Linked DNA regions of Zea mays: region 2 is linked to region 1. The links are chromatin contacts, called in public Hi-C maps. All regions are on one chromosome and are shown on one strand. The core of a region is the stretch at or near the end of the contact, and the rest is flanking DNA. Distances in the headings are between cores, read along the strand shown. Region 1 holds the start of LOC100501788. Region 2 has its middle 79 kb from the start of LOC100381576.

Region 1 (2,838 bases), core at 222-2,721:
TTAAACAATTGAAGACTAAACGATAAGATAAATTTATTAAGCCTAATTAATCTATAATTAACAAATGTTTACTGTAGCATCACACGAGCGAATCATGGACTAATTAGGTGTAATAGGTTCGTCTTACCGTTTAGTCATCTCCTGTATAATTAGACTATATTTAACATTTCTAACTAGCATTCAAACATCAGATGTGATAGGGACTAAAATTGAGTCAGAAGAACCAAACAGGGCCTAACAGACTAAATGTTTTTCCTCTTCCGGAAAGGGGTGTTGTGGGCTATACAGGCTGCTGAAATGGGGATTATGTGGAAGGTTGGAAATGGGGAAAATTCGTTTTGGGGGAGGATCAAAGGCTTTGTTGTTGTGGTTTGGTAACTCCAGTTTGGCCATTCAGTTTTGGCCATTATATATATTATAAATGAACAGCATGGTAAGTCCATTGACGAGGTTTGGGATGGGGAGGTTCTGAAACTCTCCTTGAGGAGGAATGTGTCTGAAAGAGTCATGCAGCTCTGGTGTGAATTGCTGGAGATAATGAAAGGGGTGAAGTAAATCTGAGGAGGAAGGTCAAATGATTTGGAGCTTTAGCTCTAATGGTAGATACTCAGTGCGATCTTTGCATGCGGTGATCAGCAATAGAGGAGTTATAGCGGTGTGTGTCCATGCAGTTTGGAAAATTACTGGGATTCAGATTGTTGTTAACTAAGAACAAGTTACTTATACTAGGTATAATTTGGCTAAGAGAAGAGAAGCCTTGGACCAGTCCTGTCTTTTCTGTAGTGAGAGGGAGTCTATTTGCCATCTGTTTTCTGATCCTTGTGTGGCCAATGTTTAGATGCTCCTCGTCACACGAATGAAGACTCGATGGTGACCCAAAGTAATCAAAATGTGTTCGGGTAGTGGTGCTGTTGGCTTTTAAGGCCTTTTTCTGTTTGATTCGCTGGAACTTAACTGTCATGAACTCTTTATGATCAATAAAATAAAGCGATGGAAACCTTTCCTGTGAAACAAAAGAAAAAAGAAGAGAAAAAACAAGCACAGGAAGCAATGGAAACGGAAGTGGAGAGAGGGCTTACAGTGATGACGACGCCACCACCGGGCTTCTGGCCCAAGGCTAAGCCAAGCGGCTTCTCGACCTCCACCTCGATGTTCTTGGCGGCGGTCCTCGCGTTCACCTGCAGCAGCCTCCGCCGGCCGCCGCCTCTCCGGTGGCCGGCCGCCCACCTCCTGTCCACCACCAGCGACACCCCATGGAAGGCAGTCTTCTGCTGCACCATACGTCCATACGAACATCAGCGATCACAGGAAACAAACCACAGAAATAAAAGCAGCATCCCTACTCACAGTTGATGCCGAGATGATGGAAGGAGGCGCCTGCTGCTGAGCTCTGGTAACGGGGATGTGCTTGGGGAGGGAAGGGGCAGCCACGGAGGAGAGTGTGGCAGCCATGGTGAGGGGCTGTGACTGCGAGGATGGCAGAGGGTGGAGGAAGGGGACGGCTGCTGGCTGCCATTTGGATAGATGGAGATGCTGTGCTGCCCGTGGGCCGTGGCTAAGGCAAGAGTGGTGCTCATGGCCCCTGGTCGTGTGAAGACTGTGCGGCTGACAAGGACTTGTCGGGCAACCACCGCCCATTTCTTTTCTTCTTTTTCTGTTGGCACGAGCTGACATTGTAGTTAAGTCACCAAAATGATATTGTAACATATTGGATATAATGAAGTTTGGGACCTGATAATAACATCCAAAGTACAGACGATGTGTCTATTGCACGATACATAGCAGTTCTTAATCATAACAGAACATCCAGGCTGATCCATGAATCACATTCACATGTCATCCAATCTAACACACCCCTATACAAAGATGTCCTTTGACGCCAATGAATCGTCATCACACAGATTCAAGGGTTAATGTTCTCCACGAGTGCAGAGTTCCACTGCGTCATCTGTAAGAAAACATCCAAGAGATCCATTCAAACTGAGACGAGTAACAGAAAAAAAAAACAGATGGTACAATTTCGAGGGGTCAAACCTTATTGAGGACATCTCTTGCAGCAGTTAAATCCTCCTCTTTCTTCAGGAGTTCAATTCGAGCTTTCTTGGCATTGTTACTTTCTTCAACCTACGTTGTCGTGAACAGGTAACAGCTTACTAACAGTATCTAATATCTTTACCCAGACGGATTTATTTAGCATAAATATACTGGTTTTTATCAATGAAAATTGATATGCAGGGTTAGCTTCCCTATGCAAATAATTTAAGTCTAACGGCAGTCATCTTGCCATTTGACTCGTAGCGAATGAACCAAATAGGTTTTTTTTTTAATTTCTTTTAAAAATACAAAGTTACAGAACCATGCCGATATGCATATCTGCATAAGGAAAAATATCTCCTAGCTTCAACAAATTGCCATAAAGGCCCAAACCTCAAGGTGATACTAATCAATATGCTTGCAACTCAAGTGTGTGATGGCTTAAAATTCATCCTATGTTCATGTGTTAAAAATGAACACCTCGCCGTATCCACTAACGGGCTGATTGGTTGCCGGCTTCGCTCCCGCCCGGATTACGCCAGCCTGGGCCAGTAGATACGCGCCCGTCTCACGTCTCCACGCATGCAAGTAAATGGATGAAAAAACACCTAGGCTGCATGCATGTATACAGGTTGGACTCATGCCATACAGGTAACCATTCATACCTAAATACGGTCAACGCACAAACTGAACCTGAGCGCGCCTGACAAGGTAACCAATCAGCCGTTAAGTGATCTTTCTCATCAATGGTGAACTCTGATAATAAACCAAGGGCTCATTTGGATAAAACCAATCCCTCCATAC
Region 2 (2,838 bases), core at 105-2,604, 310 kb after region 1:
CGATGCATGCATGTGGATGTGGGATGCCATCATCCTTGCTACTTTCGTCAGCCTCTACCTTTTTTTTTACAGTACCGCCTGCCGCCTACGGCTTCATTTCGATTTTTCTCTCCTCGAATTTTTAGAATTTGTAAATACGGCTGGAGCAAAAAAAATTTCAAAAAAAAAAAAACAAATTGCCGATTCTCAGAGTGAAAAGAAAATGTCACTGTCAGAGAAAGCGACGTGGCTTCTTGTTGGATAGATAGAAGGTGGAGCTATTGCTAGTCCATAATGGCAGGTCCTTACCTAACCGTATTATATGCAAACAGAAGGTGCACACGGCTGGTGTACCAATCACGTGCGTTTGGCTCTCTCTCTCCCTCCTAGTACTAGTATTTGAGACAATTTCCTATTTTACACTAAAAACACCCTCAAAATAGAAATGTTCTATTTGGCATCAGATATAAATTTAATTCTCCATACAACACTACCATTAGTTCTAACCTGTAACGGTAGTTCTAACCTGTAACAGCAGTTACATGTTAGAACTAACGGTAGTGTCTCCAACAATTCCCCTAAGGGTTGATTTGGTGATAAGGGGATCCCGGGAGGATCGGTCCTAAAGCTCCTTAGAAGTCTCTCGCTGAATACATTTTTTTTGAAAAACGTAAAAAATGTGTCTTCAACAACTCCGCTAAAGTGTTCCCAACTTTTTTATAGCCCCTTAAAACTCCCTCATTTATAAGGTTTTTTTAGGCTCACTAGAAACAATCTACCGCTTCTTTAAGGGATCTGTTGGAGAAAGGATTAAAATCTACCCCTGCTAAAACACTAAACTGATGGAGTTGAGTCTCTCGTATCTCGTGCTGTGGAGGGGAGGGGAGCAGGGTCCATGCATCCATTAATTTTCGCACGGAATTCACAAGTTGACACGCACACAGTGTTGAAGATAGCAACGCCGTGCAGCAGTACAAAATACCCTTTACCACACTACCACTGGGTAGAGTGGAGTACGGGCATGCACCCCGGTACGTGAGCAGTGATTGATGAATCGGATCGCTTGTGGCACTGGCTGGACATCCCTGCCCGCCTGTCGTCTCCTTTCTTTCTTTCCCGTTGCGGTGGCTCTCTCCCGCGGCCGGCCCCGGTCGCTTTCGTTCTCCTCTCTCTCCCCTTGGCAATGGCAACCACAACAACAACCAGGCACAGGCAGCATCGTATCGTACGTGAAATGACGGGTGTGACCCGGGAGGGCAGAACCGTCCGTCACGTGGGCCGACGTCCTTTGCGTCGCTCCCTCCCTCTGGTCCAGGCGTCCTCCCCTCCGGGGGCCCACTTGCCTCGCGAGTTGATGAGAGAGCCTGGGAGGAGACGAGATGTCGCGAGATGACGCGTGCTGTGCTGTACGTGAACGTGAACGTGGGGCTGGCCTGGTCCTAGTACGAGTGCGCGCATCTTTCACGTCTGCAAGCAGTGCAGGCACACACACACACAACATGCCAGCTGTTAACGGGTCAAAAGTTTCTCCTGCCTCCGCGTCCGCACCATCTACCAGTGTTAGTGTAGACGTTTCGCTTAGTTTGTGCAGTGCAGACGTTGTGGCTTCGCTTCATTACCACACGGAGAGGTCGATGCCATGTACAGTATGCATGCATTGAAATTTAGGTAATGGTATGTTGCTACAGTTTCCGTTTGTGATTAAGCATAGTAGAGTTTAACTTCTGATATAATAAGTACAAGTTTTATATATGTTTGCTACTGTTGCAAGTAATAATATTTCACACAAACACATGCATGTTGTCATAAATTTGTTATGGTATTTCTAGATTATATTAAAGATAGACCCTATCTACATTCCTAAAAACTAAAACTGTCGATCATATAAGATCATTTTGTAAGGGGTGGCTCTCGATCCATCTCAGTTCGAGCTGACTCGTTTAGCTCGCTAGCTAAAAAAATATACACACATATAGAACAATATTATCAATCACTAGTTAATTCTAAACCAATTTAACACTAAAAAGAGTAATAATAGCTCTGGTAATTATACACTACACTTAAGATATAGAGAAGTAAATAGAAAAATGTGCTATAAATTGTACATTAGAAAAAGTAGCATGCAAATTTATAGAATCAATTTTCATCTCTCACCCCCATGAATTTAAGATAGGCTTATATATAAACTTTATAAATTTATGGAATGTCACTTTCTAAAATAAATAGCATACTCCATAAGTTAGATTTCAATCCCTCAAAATGATGGTAGTTATTGAGGAATGAGTTTAGGATTTCAATTTCACTGGAAGGATGATTGATATTTGTTTGGTCCAGCCTGTGAATTAACCCGACAAGGTCGATTTCACAATACAGATTCTCTTCTTCGCTAAAAACACCGAGAAACAAGGAATTGCTAGGACAGCGGAGTCGATAGCTAGCCTTTTACTACCGATACCGAAACTCAGTCAAGTGACCCAATAAAGGAGTGAGTGAGAGCAGCTACAAGCTAGGGTAGGCAGGTTGTCCGACAAATGGCTTTCCTATCACTGAAATTATATACTCTTTTAAGAAAGGAAAAAAGAATGCGGTAGGCAGACACTTTTCAAAGCAGGAACCAACAGAGTTGAGTAAAGAAAATGCACAACGGATTTGGCCCCAAAAGATAGACAAATAGCAAAGATCACCAACACAAATTACACATAAGTCTTTTTAGATTCTAGAAAATATGACTTCTTCACTTCGACGAAAGATGGAGCCATTAAAAATACTCAAAACCAACTAGCATGAAAATCCAACTATTATCTAACTCAGTAACTACTAGGTAAGCTCCCTCAGTAAACAGGTCTCAGCTGATAAGTG

The links. A called contact is a pair of places that touch in the nucleus more often than the background predicts.
Region 2: a contact with region 1 is called in a Hi-C map of ear, with 1.7 times the contacts expected there. The contact joins the enhancer-like site here to the promoter of LOC100501788 in region 1. A contact is called at or near these places in 2 of 25 Hi-C or Micro-C datasets (ear and tassel).

The regions. Positions count from the first base shown.
Region 1 is chr10:77,644,284-77,647,121 of Zm-B73-REFERENCE-NAM-5.0, forward strand. LOC100501788 reads right to left here and starts at 1,472. Exons shown (of 6, transcript NM_001196446.1): 1 at 1,348-1,472; 2 at 1,080-1,271. The coding sequence starts at 1,452. LOC100276012 reads right to left here. Exons shown (of 8, transcript NM_001149906.2): 7 at 2,035-2,124; 8 at 1,698-1,948. The coding sequence ends at 1,904.
Region 2 is chr10:77,958,892-77,961,729 of Zm-B73-REFERENCE-NAM-5.0, forward strand. No RefSeq gene overlaps it. Among protein-coding and RNA genes, the nearest start is that of LOC100381576, 79 kb to the left of the region's middle. Within about 2 kb of position 1,355, at least 18 of the 20 cell types and tissues checked have an H3K27ac peak or open chromatin away from gene starts, as enhancers often do. A contact at or near this core is called in ear and tassel, where this site is marked.